Regions from separate parts of the Zea mays genome. Here region 2 is linked to region 1. A link is a contact called in public Hi-C data. All regions are on one chromosome and are shown on one strand. The core of a region is the stretch at or near the end of the contact, and the rest is flanking DNA. Distances in the headings are between cores, read along the strand shown.

Evidence for each region. Hi-C and Micro-C count contacts between places; a contact is called where the count stands out from the background.
Region 2: a Hi-C map of endosperm shows a contact between it and region 1, with 2.8 times the contacts expected there. The contact joins the promoter of LOC100501431 here to the promoter of LOC100273403 in region 1. A contact is called at or near these places in 4 of 25 Hi-C or Micro-C datasets (bundle sheath, endosperm, leaf and 1 more).

Annotation. Positions count from the first base shown.
Region 1 is chr1:292,007,534-292,013,786 of Zm-B73-REFERENCE-NAM-5.0, forward strand. It overlaps LOC100273403 (Putative ALA-interacting subunit 2), which reads left to right and starts at 3,375. Exons shown (of 8, transcript NM_001147840.1): 1 at 3,375-3,501; 2 at 4,694-4,755; 3 at 4,846-4,920; 4 at 5,011-5,127. The coding sequence starts at 3,432. It overlaps LOC103644136, which reads right to left and starts at 3,112. Exons shown (of 7, transcript NM_001346920.1): 1 at 2,948-3,112; 2 at 1,516-1,762; 3 at 680-803. The coding sequence starts at 3,042.
Region 2 is chr1:292,437,922-292,444,174 of Zm-B73-REFERENCE-NAM-5.0, forward strand. LOC100501431 reads left to right here and starts at 2,592. Exons shown (of 17, transcript NM_001362466.1): 1 at 2,592-3,089; 2 at 4,155-4,270; 3 at 4,353-4,699. The coding sequence starts at 2,723.

The sequences.
Region 1 (6,253 bases), core at 2,125-4,624:
TACACACTAGTTCAATTTTCCAACTTAGAAAGTTAGAATAATCTTGTATTCTACAAAAATACCCTCTATATTCCCATGAGGTGACTGAAAACACTGTGATATGTCCTATGTATAAACTCTACTCTCACCTCAGAATATCCAACTCTGTTCATGATTCTTTGGAGCAAATGTTTGCCATATAATATCTGCATATATAATTCTTGACTACCTTTCCGTATAGAACAGTAAATATATATATGATCTGACTCAAGTTATATGTATTCTAGCTGTTGAACATAACTCGTCAAAGTAAACAACAGGGTGAAATACAAGCATTGGCAAATTCGCCGGTAAATAACTAGTTATCATAAGTAAAATATTATAAATTGAATGCACAGTGTCATGGGTTGAAAAAGAATTTGCATAAACTACAAGTTCGTTGGATATTCAGTAACCATCCCCCCCCCCCAACCGAGCACATAAATGCCTTATTATCGTAATGAGAAATAATGTTACACTAAAAGATTATAGGTGATCGTTCAAAATACAGTATGAGTACATGGCATGCACTAATCTCCACCCTTACAGTTAGTAGCAGAGCAAAGAAATGTAACTTGTAAGACAGCTACACATAACAACCAGCCACTTAGCATAGCAGTAAATTTATCAGAAAACAAAAGTGTATCAAGACAAAACATACCTTCAACAGGGGACCAGGATGTCAATGCATTGAAGATTAGATGTGTGCCACATGACTCGCATTCAATTTTGTCCATGTCAACATTCACCCAACCTCTCTGAGCACAGGCCAAAGAACTAGCAGCCTGGAAAAATGAACACAAAATCACATGACTAATATTAAGAAATTCAGAAGCTGAAGGATCCCTATAAAGGTCAAGCAAGCATCCAGCAAATGCCTGGCCAGATTAACATAGTACCAGGCTTCATTTTAAAGAAAGACAAGGTTACCAAATTGGATAGTGCAACTAGGACAGCAATCAGACCATATTGGTGTTCTACACTTCTACTGAGTACTCACCACCAAGATGTGGTAGCAAGACTATAAATTATGCAATTTGATACTCAGCTGCTGAAAGCAACATGCAGTTTCAAGCAAAGTAAACATCATTATTTAAATGCCACTTGCAATGAGCAAAACGTTGAAAGAGTAACTTCTTTCGAATTCCAATATATCAAAGCAAGAATTTTATGTTATAGCTGATATGAAAGTGGAGAGGTCTATATGTGCATAATGATTTTGGTCATGATTCCATGGTCACATTTTCAGACCTATGGCATGTTTTGTATTACTGCCACCAACAAATGGTGACAAAAGAAATGTTCAGCCAACTTTATTGTATCATTATGGAGTTCAGGGACTTGGGTGGGGAGAGATGAATCCTCTTTAGTTGTATACTAAAGCCCAAAGGAGCAATATATGGTACATGCAACACACCACAAGAGAAAACCTAAAGCATGTGAAATGACACACCGTAGAGGCGTAGACCCTATAGTAGTCCCAACTAGGGAAGATACCTTCGGTTTAGAAGCCCAAGTTGAAGGCTTAAATGTTGCCAGTCGACGAAGTAAGTCTCCACGTTCCCATGGTCTGCATGATGGTGCAGAATCCATAGCAGTGCCAGCTGCATCAAAACTATGGGAAGGGTGATAAGCATGTGCAGCAACTTGCGACGACGAGTCAACTCTGGAAGCTTGTTTGCCACCCAACCAATCTATGCTTGCAACATTAGTTTGCATAGCAGGTGACGAGGCACCGACGGAACTGAAAAGAAAAAGGGGCTTCAGTGCAAGCTTTTAAAAAAGAATGACAAAAATCTGTAGAAAGGATTATTTCTTGCTTTATGAATTCCGTACAGAAAAGGTTCGCATTGACGTTATGTAACTACCCGCAGCCGCGGAAAGGTGCCGGGACGTGAGCAAGATCACAAGCAGAGATAACTTGGGGAAATGGACGAGAAAAGGTTCCTCTCCGATTTGATTCCTTTCTAGTTCGTTGTCTGGGTTCTACCTTTGCATGGCAGTGGCTTATAAGACAGAGGCTAACTCTACCTTGTGTGCCCATGCATACATATGACATACCAACACCAAATATGTATACGCCAGCTGTAGATTTGTTCGCGCCGTTGGCATGGTACCAGCCGTGACAAGTTAGCTTGTCATCCAAATAAAATAACTGTTTTCAGGTTTTAGCATTCAAGCATAGAAACTATAGCACCATGTTCAGATCTAACATCAAAAAATGAATTGAGAATAAGCTACCTAGATCTATAGTTAACAAGGCTACCATGAGCTCCAGTGGCTCAATAGTCAATCCTATGCTACCAGTCTCCACACCATCAAATGTGCCACATTCTCCACTGATTTTTGCAAACTGCAATCCTTCTCAAATCTCAATTGCTGCACTGTGACCAAACCAGCATTAGAATATAATAGCATGAAGTCAGCACAAATGTAGCATGTCCCCCTAATCATAATATTTGGTGGCAAACACGTGTAAGCTCTAATCGCAGAATTATGTCATTCATTGTTACCGTTCATTAATCTGTAACACTATACAGCAGCAGGAACCAATCTAGCAACTCAAATCCTGGCGTTTTGCAGCCAAAAGGAGAAGTAAAGCTCAGCCAGCTACACTTGATTTTCGCCGACCATGGACGTATAACTGATGTTGGCCATCAAATATCTCATGCTTTCCCCTACAAAGGAGTGTCCTAGAGTCCAATCAAAATTCCATAATCGAATTTGAGCCACCGCCTCGGCAAATCCTACCTCGAATCCTACAATAGGTCTTTTGGACGAAGTAAAATCTACCTTTCTTACGCAGAACCAACACCCTCGCCACCAATCCGAGCACTGAGACCCCGATTCCCTAACCAAGCAACAGCGCCTACAGCTGAGAATCTACAACCAAAAGTAGAGAGGTCCCGAGGCGCGACCGCCACCGTACCTGGCTACCGGGGTGTGCGGCGGCGACGAGGACCGGGCGACGGCCATCGGCGTTTCTGCCACCGCCCCCGACGAGCTCCTCACCTCCTCTCGCATCTCCCTCTCTCTCTATCTCTCTCTCACACACACTCCGTGGCGCCCGCGCCTGTCGCTCCTGGGCGAAACGAAATGGGGAAAAGATTCCCCCGATCGCGACGCGCCGGGCGGCGCATTGATGCGGCCGTTACATCGACCGTTAGTCACCGTTAGTATCCATCTCACGCCGTCAATTCGAGCGCCCCCGGGAGTTGGGCCCATAAGGCCCACGTGAATTAGATAGGCCCTCAAGATTTAGTGGGCCCATGGGCTCCTTTTCATCGAGCAGCAAGTGGACTCTCCACTCTTCTTCTGCGGTCGGATCCCCCGGCGGGTCGGACTGCGGAGCACGGGCTCCGGCGAGCCGCTGACGAGGGCCTGTGCGGCGACCGAGCTCGTGGCGGGAGAAGATGGACGAAGCGAGCACCTCCGCGTCCGGCGCCGCGACGAGGCGCGGCTTCGTGCCTGCGAGATCGGGAGGTGAGTCACGATCTGATGGCTGGGCTGGCTTCGATTCGGTCGCGTCGCGTCTAGGTTTCCACGCTCAGGAGCGGTGTGGTCTGCGGGAGATAGTAGCCTCAGCCCTCAGATGCTAGGGTTAGTAGCTCGCGCGATCGTGGGATTGCATAAACGCTTAATTCGAGCGTAAAATTGCAGTTCGCATTGTTGATTTGGTCTTACATGTTACGGAGGTTGCTTGCTTACAATTACAATCCATTTATCTGAACAGCATTTGAGGTGTGTGCATGCTATGCTAATGTAAGGTTACATTTGGTGAGTCTTTATAAGGCCCCGTTTGGTATAAGGGACTAATGCTCCATTTCAGTCCCATTTAGTCCCTAAATTGGCAAACGCTGGGACTAAAATAGTGATTAAACTGTTTTAGTCTCTAGTCCCTCAAGGGGTGACCAAAAAGGACTAAACCATATAAATTCCAGTTTTTGCCCTTGTTTTATCAGTTGTACTAATTGCGGAAGAATGCTAAGTGGTATTTTAGTCCTCTTATGATTCATTTAATGTGTTTTAAATAATTTTAGTCCGTAGAAGTCTCCTAACTAAATTTTAGTCACTGGACTAAAGTAACCAAACGGGACCTAACAATAAATGAACTTTTAGCTAATAATCATGGTGGGCATAAAGTTAGGGGGTGTTTGTTTTATAGGGACTAATTTTTAGTCCCTCCATTTTATTTCATTTTAGTCCCTAAATTGTCAAATACGTTTAGTTTCCGTGTTTGGCAATTTAGGGACTAAAATGGAATAAAATGGTGGGACTAAAAATTAGTCCATAAATTTAAGTTTCCGTATTTGGTAATTTAGGGACTAAAATGAAATAAAATGGAGGGACTAAAAATTAGTCCATAGAAACTAAACACACCCTTAGTCACCATCTGGACTCGCGATCTGTATCATCATTTTTTAGAATCATGTGAAACACAATACTGATGCAACCACAGGCAGATTTTGTTGTATTAACTTGTGTTTCCTTTATTGGCAACTACTGAATCTGGACATAAGAAGATTATTTGGTGGATTTCTTTTACAAACTTTGAGAATTCAGATTATCTGTATTTTCCTATCATTGTTGTGCGTTGCAGTACTGTTCTAGTTTAGTACTCCATAGAGTTGACAATTCTTTTTTTCCATTTTTGAAAAGTTTGTTAGTTTTGCAGTTTTCTATAGGTTCACCCAGCAGAACCTCCCAGCTTGGAAGCCAGCAATGACACCTGGATGTGTAAGTTTGCTCTGATCCTATCGACAGGTTTGGCATATAGACTGTTTCATATGCAGTTCAAATGATGATATTTTACTTCACTGTTTTCAGATAATAGCAATGTTCTTGATTATCGGAATAATTTTCATACCTTTCGGGCTTCTTTGTCTCCAAACTTCAAATCATGTATTGTTCTGCTCCCTCTGGTAGATACTGATGTTTCCTTTAATCTTTATACCGCAAGGTATAACTGATGTGCTCATTATTCCGGTTCAGATTGCAGAAATCATCTACCGCTATGATGTTGACTGTGTGCCTGATGCTTACAGAGGAAATAGGCAAGCTTATATTAAGGACAGCTCGATTTCTAAGAACTGTACTCTGGAAGCGAAGGTAGATCGTTATGTGATTGTTGTTAGACTACCCGTCTAGGGTTTGGGGTGTTCCCCATGTAATTACCGTTTTACCCCTCACTGTAATGGGCCTGGCCCAGCTACTAAGCCTATTAATACTATTCCCCATCCCTGGTTAGGGGCATGAGTTCAGTTTCCAACATGGTATCATCAGCCTAGGTTTAGGTTTCCTGTTTCCCTGTCCTACAGCCGCCGCCAGGGGCATCCTCTCCCCTACGCAGCCGCCAGGGGCCTCCTCTCCCCTGCAGCCGCCGGCCTCCTCTCCCCTGCGACGGCCGCCGGCCCCCAGTCCTCTCCCTCCTCTCCCCTGCGTCGTCCGCGCCTCTCCCTCCTCTCCCCTGCGTCGGCCGCCGGCCCCCAGCCGACGTCCGCGCCCCTCCCTCATCTCCCCTGCGACGGCCGCCGGTCTCCAGCCGCCGCCCGCCGCGCGCCGAGCCCCGACCGTCGCGCGCCGAGCAGCCCCGTCCACGCCCTCTCTGCTTCCCAACTCTCCCCGGCCGCGCCCTCCATCTCCGGCGTGCCCACCCGCCGGATCCGCGCGCGCCCTGCCAGTGCCTGCCGCCGCCGGCCCTCCTCTGCCTGCGCGCCCTCATCCCCGGATCCGCGCGCGCCCTGCCAGTGCCTGCCGCCGCCGGCCCTCCTCTGCCTGCGCGCCCTCCTCCCCCTTCGCCACCGCCGCAGCAGCCCTCTGCTGCCCGCCGCCGCGCCCTCTGACCATGGCGGACCTCCCCCCGGACGCGCACACCGCCGGCCTGGCGCAACCGCCCCTGACCGCGGGCCTGGGCGCGGCCCCCGCTTCCCTGGCCGCCGGCGTCGCCTCCCTGGGCCTTCCTGCTACCGGCCAGACCCACCCCATGGGCCTCGGCCGCTCCGTGGCAGATGCCGAGGCTCCCTACATCGTCGGCCTACGGCCCATCCGCGACATCTCTTCCCCGGCCCACCGTCGAGGCTCTCCACCGGGGTTTCCTGCCCTCGCGGCACCCCCCGGTACCGACTCCACACTCGGCGACACCCTCGCTACGATCCAGGCGGCTGTGATGGCCTCGCGGGAGCGTGAGCGCGCCGCCTCCCTCGCCCTGGAGCGTGAGCGTGCCCTGGGTGCCGCT
Region 2 (6,253 bases), core at 1,342-3,841, 430 kb after region 1:
TTTGGTGGTTGAATTGCCCAACACAAATAATTGGACTAACTAGTTTGCTCTAGTGTATAAGTTATACAGGTGCCAAAGGTTCACACTTAGCCAATAAAAAGACCAAGTATTGGGTTCAACAAAAGAGCAAAGGGACAACCGAAGGCACCTCTGGTCTGGCGCACCGGACTAGGGATGGCAATGGGTATGGGTATGGGTAAATAACCGCGGATAATTATCCATTGGATACGGGTATGGTGGAATTCAATATCCATGGGTACGGTTATGGATATAATAAGGTACCCGCGGATATTTTTTTCGCGGGTATGGATATCCAATATCCATACCCGTTACCCAATGGATATCTAACATGTGGGCCATCCGGATTTATATATTATCATAAATTCTTATTTTTCAATTTTTATCCATAACATGTTGTTTGTTGCTAAAATTATCATTTAATGCTATTGGAATGATAATTATTTTGAAATGTAATAAAATTGTTGTTTGGTGTTTAATGCTAAAATTGTAGTGGGCGGGCGGGTAACGGGTATCCACTGGATAGCGGATACCCGGCGGGTATGGGTATGGATACAGATCCATACCCACGAACGTTTATGGGTACGGGTATAGGTTGAGTTTTGTCTCGCGGGTATGGATTCGCGAACTATATATCCGTGTACTACCCGCCCGATTGCCATCCCTACACCGGACTGTCCGGTGCACCAGAGGACTCCAACTCAAACTCGTCACCTTCGGGAAAATCCAGAGGCGACTCCGCTATAATTCACCGGACTGTCCGGTGCTCCAACGAACGACGCCTCAGGAACTCGCCAGCTTCGGGAATTCGCAACGGCTAGTCCGCTATAATTCACCGGACATGTCCGGTGTACACCAGACTGTCCGGTGTGCCATTGAAGCAACGGATACTTCAGCGCCAATGGCTACCTGCATCGCATTAAATGTGCGCCAGCGCGCGCAGAAGTCAGGCACGCCCATGCTGGCGCACCGGACACTCTACAGTACATGTCCGGTGCGCCACCGGACATCCAGGCGGGCCCAGAAGACAGAACTCCAACGGTCGAATCCCAACGGCTTTGGTGACGTGGCTGGCGCACCGGACATGTCCGGTGTGCACCGGACTGTCCGGTGCACCATGCGACAGTCAGCCCCACCAAACGACTAGTTTGGTGGTTGGGGCTATAAATACCCCAACCACCCCACATTCATGGTATCCAAGTTTTCCACTTCTCAACCACTTACAAGAGCTAGGCATTCAATTCTAGACACACCAAAGAGATCTAATCCTCTCCAATTCCACACAAGGCTTTAGTGATTAGCGAGAGAGATTTGCCGTGTTCTTTTGAGCTCTTGCACTTGGATTGCTTCTTTTCTTTCTCACTTGTTCTTGTGATCAAAACTCCACTGTAATCAAGGCAAGAGGCACCAATTGTGTGGTGGCCCTTGCGGGGAAGTTTTGTTCCCGGTTTTGATTTGAGAAGAGAAGCTCACTCGGTCGGAAGGACCGTTTGAGAGAGGGAAAGGGTTGAAAGAGACCCGGTCTTTGTGACCACCTCAACGGGGAGTAGGTTTGCAAGAACCGAACCTCGGTAAAACAAATCCGCGTGTCACACCTCTTATTTGCTTGCGATTTGTTTTGCACCCTCTCTCCCGGACTCGATTATATTACTAACGCTAACCCGACTTGTAGTTGTGTTTATATTTGTAAATTTCAGTTTCGCCCTATTCACCCCCCTCTAGGCGACTATCACATGTTTAGAGCATCTCCAAGAGTCTTTCTAATTTCACTCTCTAAAATATCATTTGCATAAACAGATTTCTATGTATTTTCAACCTACAACAGTCTTTCTATATCATGTTTGTACTCTAGAGAGCCATCACATTTTCTATATTTAAATAGAAGATGTCTATATTTGATAGCCATTTAGATAAGTTGTTGGAAGTTTTTTTTACAAAAAAATACTATTTGTATAGATTACAAAAAATATAAAGAGTTTATTGGAGTTGTTCTTAGAGAGTGTTTGGAATGGCTCCAGGTTCCAGTTACGATGTGGAATTATAGTTTATAAAATCAATTTAAATAGTTTTTAAAATATTTTTAATCTAAATAATAAACGAAATGACTTATCTGAATGTCTTCTAAAGCCCTATAATTCTAACTTCACGATTTTCTAGGAGTACCTAAAGATCTGTTTCGCCAACTCTACTAAATTTTCTGGAGCTGGAGCTATCTTAAATAGGACCTTCAAGAGAGAGCTGGTTAGAGACAACCAAACACCCGACTCTAGAATTGCAACTATATGGAGTTTTGAGAGCTACAATACATATTTTTAAGTATTTTTTGTTGCTCTGAAATTTTAAAAAATCAATATAGACATATAGTTTAAATTTATTTATCCATCACTAGTTATAAAAATACAACCTAATATATAAAATAGAGCAAACTCATACCAAACACCCCATACCTCCGGACAACGTCGAACTTTGGCCCAGCAAGCTCACACCCCGAAATTCCACCTCAAAAATCAAAAAGAGAAAAAAAGAAAGAAAAAAAAGGCGAAACCCTTCTCTCCCCCGCCCCAACCCGATCTCTCGCTGCCTGCCTCCCTCCGGTCCCCCGTGGCCCCGTCCCCTCTTCGCCACCGCACCGACTCGCTCACAAAATCCTCACGCCGGACTCCTCCGCCGCCTCCGCCGCGCCATGCCCGTCGGCGCCTGATTCATGTCTCAGCCCCACGCCGCCGCTCCCGCCTCGAAGCGCCCCTTCTCGTCCACCACCACATCCCCGTCTCCGACGTCCTCCCCTGCGACGCCGCTTATGAAGAAGGCCAAGCACCCGGCCGCCACCGCCTCCTCCGTTGGGACGGTCGAGAAGAACGGTATCCATCTTGATACCGCCGCCGCCGCCGCCACGGGCGGGGGCCGAACGAACGGCGAGGAGGATGCGGAAATGGTGCTCGTGGACCAAGATGAGCTCCCCGCGCCCAGCGCGCCGGCCTCCGCGGGCGTTGCCGCCAACCTCTTCCGAAAGAAGGCCACGCTTCCGCAGCCGTCGACCTCCGCCCGCAAGCCCCTCCGCATCAGAATAGGCGCGCCCCCAATACCTTATTATGCGAATTGCTTACTCTGCGAGTCTTGTGCGATTGATCGTCATCGTCACTGAGGGGGTGTGGTCGCAATTGATTCCAGTCCTGTTGTTTCGGATATGTTACTTGCCATCTCGCGGGCTAGCCCAAAGTTTTTTCATGCCTGACATTAGGGTTAAAAGTCATATATCCGTTTACATATCACTTGTTTACCTTTCACTACCAGCCGCCACCTGGACCCACCTAAAATTAGCTCTTTGATGGACGCAATATGGAAATTGGCTAGATCTGCACATTGTTTCTGGAAAACTGGTGTTTTGGTAGCCTATTATGGCATTTCGGGTTTTCTTTTCTCGAGAGTTGATTATTGTTGGGACATTTCATATTTTATACCTGCTCATACCATCAGACTGATCAGAAGAGAGATTTGCCATAGGAAACATAATACTTCTGTTGAGCGGCTGCGTTTAGTTGTTTGCTTCTGTATATTTCAAGTACTTTGTAAATTGCCACACGGTTCACCTGTCTTTCTAACTAGCCGTTCATAAGCATTTGATTAACACATATGTAAACGAGAGAGAAACCGAGAAGGATCTGTTTTCCACTGAGAAGAATTAGGCACACAAATCTAGTCAAAGGGGAATATAATCTTGGTGGTGGACTGGTATACAGACACCTCACCCCCAGCAACTGAGCTGGAGTCAGTTCCTGTTTGATTAATTGTACCCCTAGTACCATGGTTTGGCTTGGCATTCGTTGGCACCTATGTGTGACAACCTCCAATATTGGGAAATGACAGCCCAATTCCTTTGAAACAACTCATTATGATGTACTTCAGCACACACTATTTGCTGATTCCTTTTACTTGCTACGACACCAGTTGCTGGCAAATTCATATTGAACGCATGTATGCAAATCTTATAAATCACGAGTCACTAGCAAAGACATGCTGAACATGTGTATTTGAAAATTTGAATATCAGAATTCATTGGGTTTCCTTTTCACAACCTTTGCTTAATGCCATAGCACTATGTCTAAATGCCATTCTGGCCATCATGCACTCATTAGGTCAACCAAAACTGCCAAAAAACTTCGAAGAGGATACATGGACGATTTTGAAGGATGCTATCACAGCTATTTTTCTCAAGCAGAAACTTTCTTGTGATGTTGAGAAACTCTATCAGGTTATACTTCTGTTGCTGACACTGTAATGTTCATGCTCCCACATTAGCATTTGAGTACGTTATACTTGTATTTGTACCACAGGCTGCTGGTGATCTTTGTCTACACAAGCTAGGGGCAAACCTATACGAACGAATCAAGAAAGAATGTGAAATACACATAGCTGAAAAGATATCAGCATTAGTGGGCCAAAGCCCAGATTTGGTTGTATTTTTGTCTCTGGTCCAAAGAACATGGCAAGATTTTTGTGATCAGATGTTGATTATTCGCGGTATTGCTTTACTTCTTGATGTAAAATATGTCAAGAATGTAGCAAATATTTGTTCAGTATGGGATATGGGGCTGCAGCTGTTTCGCAAGCATCTATCACTATCCCCAGAGATTGAACACAAAACTGTAACTGGCCTTCTCAGATTGATTGAGAGTGAGAGGTATGGTTAAGTTCTGTTAGTGATATGTGTACTTAATGTTATACAAGGCCATACTTACTTTACAACTGATTGCATATAATATAGGGCATGTTTGGTTGCATGGAACTAAACTTTAGTCCCTCCCTTTTAGTTCCTTTTAGTCCCTAAATTGCCAAACACAGGGACTAAAAAAGAGGAAAACATATGGTTTAGTCCCTGTGTTTGGCAATTTAGGGACTAAAGTTTAGTCCCATGGAACCAAACAGGCCCATAGGGTCATGATTCTTTCAAACCAAAATTTGGAAATTACCTATATTTTTGTATATTGAGAATTTAAGGTGGTATACCTTTAACGCAAAATATGTAGCATTCAGTCTTAAACCTACGTACTTTTCTGTATTCTCTACATTAGTTCAGTGTAAACAGTTACAAAATCCAGTATGGAAGGGACATTGACATATTGCTTATTTATTTTGAAATAACATGCGAAGAGATGGTGATAGAACAGAACAAATGATGCTAATAATGCTTGAATCTGCAATGAATAGTCGTAGTTGTATGCCCATATCCTTGTAATCCTATTACACAATGCCAAATCTGAACCGTGTGAACAGTATAGGACTATATGACCATATCATGATCATGGCAAGTGAGATGACTGAGCCAGGTCTGCTGCCGTCCCGACTTTGCTTTGCCTGTCCTGGGTTGGGCCCGGCTAGCATGAACACAACTTTAATATTCTGCTCTCACTTTCTAAATAAAATAGTATTCCAGTTACATTTCAGCGAGAATATTAAATATGTAGGGGATATGTATGTTCATGTGGCTTTTGGGTTTGGCCCAGGGCACGTTCATGCCTATGAACCTTAAAGTTGATAACTTATCCTTGCCTGGATTTTTCTACACTGTGCTGGGTGGATCACGGATGCCCATGAACAGATCCAGCAGCAACTATTATCACAATTGAAGAAATACAATTTTTTTTCTTTGGCCCACATGCCATCTTTAATGTCTTCTTAACTATGTTAGTTTGATTGAATGTTACAACATTTGTTGATCCACATGCGAGTCAATCTCAGTGTCCTTGAAGCAAAATAGTGTTTTGCCAATTTGCCTTGAGTTATTTGATTATGTTCCAAGTTCGTATGAACATACGCATTGTTCTTAAGGCGTCGCCTAGGCGTCCAGGCGGAGGTCCAACCCCTAGACGGCTTGCCCGCCTACCTCGCCTAGGCGTCGCCTAGGCGCCGCTTAGGCGTCCAGACGGTGGTCCAACGCCTTGGCTCGCCTTACCGCTTTAAAAACCATGAACATATGTTTCTGGCATTGTGATGAAAATATTAAAAAATGCCACTGTTTGTGTCATGCCTTCTCCACTTATGCTAACATGGAAATTTTGTTTAGTATGTTTGGGGCCACTCATTTCCCCACCAAAGTCATGCTTGTACTGTAGTTTAATTTGGTACTAGCTATTTTGAATGGGGGAACTGAAACAGTGTACCTAGACTTTAAGATATGTTGCTTTGTTTTAGCTAATAAGTGGAAAAATGGTGGTTCACTTGTGCAAGTTGTGAT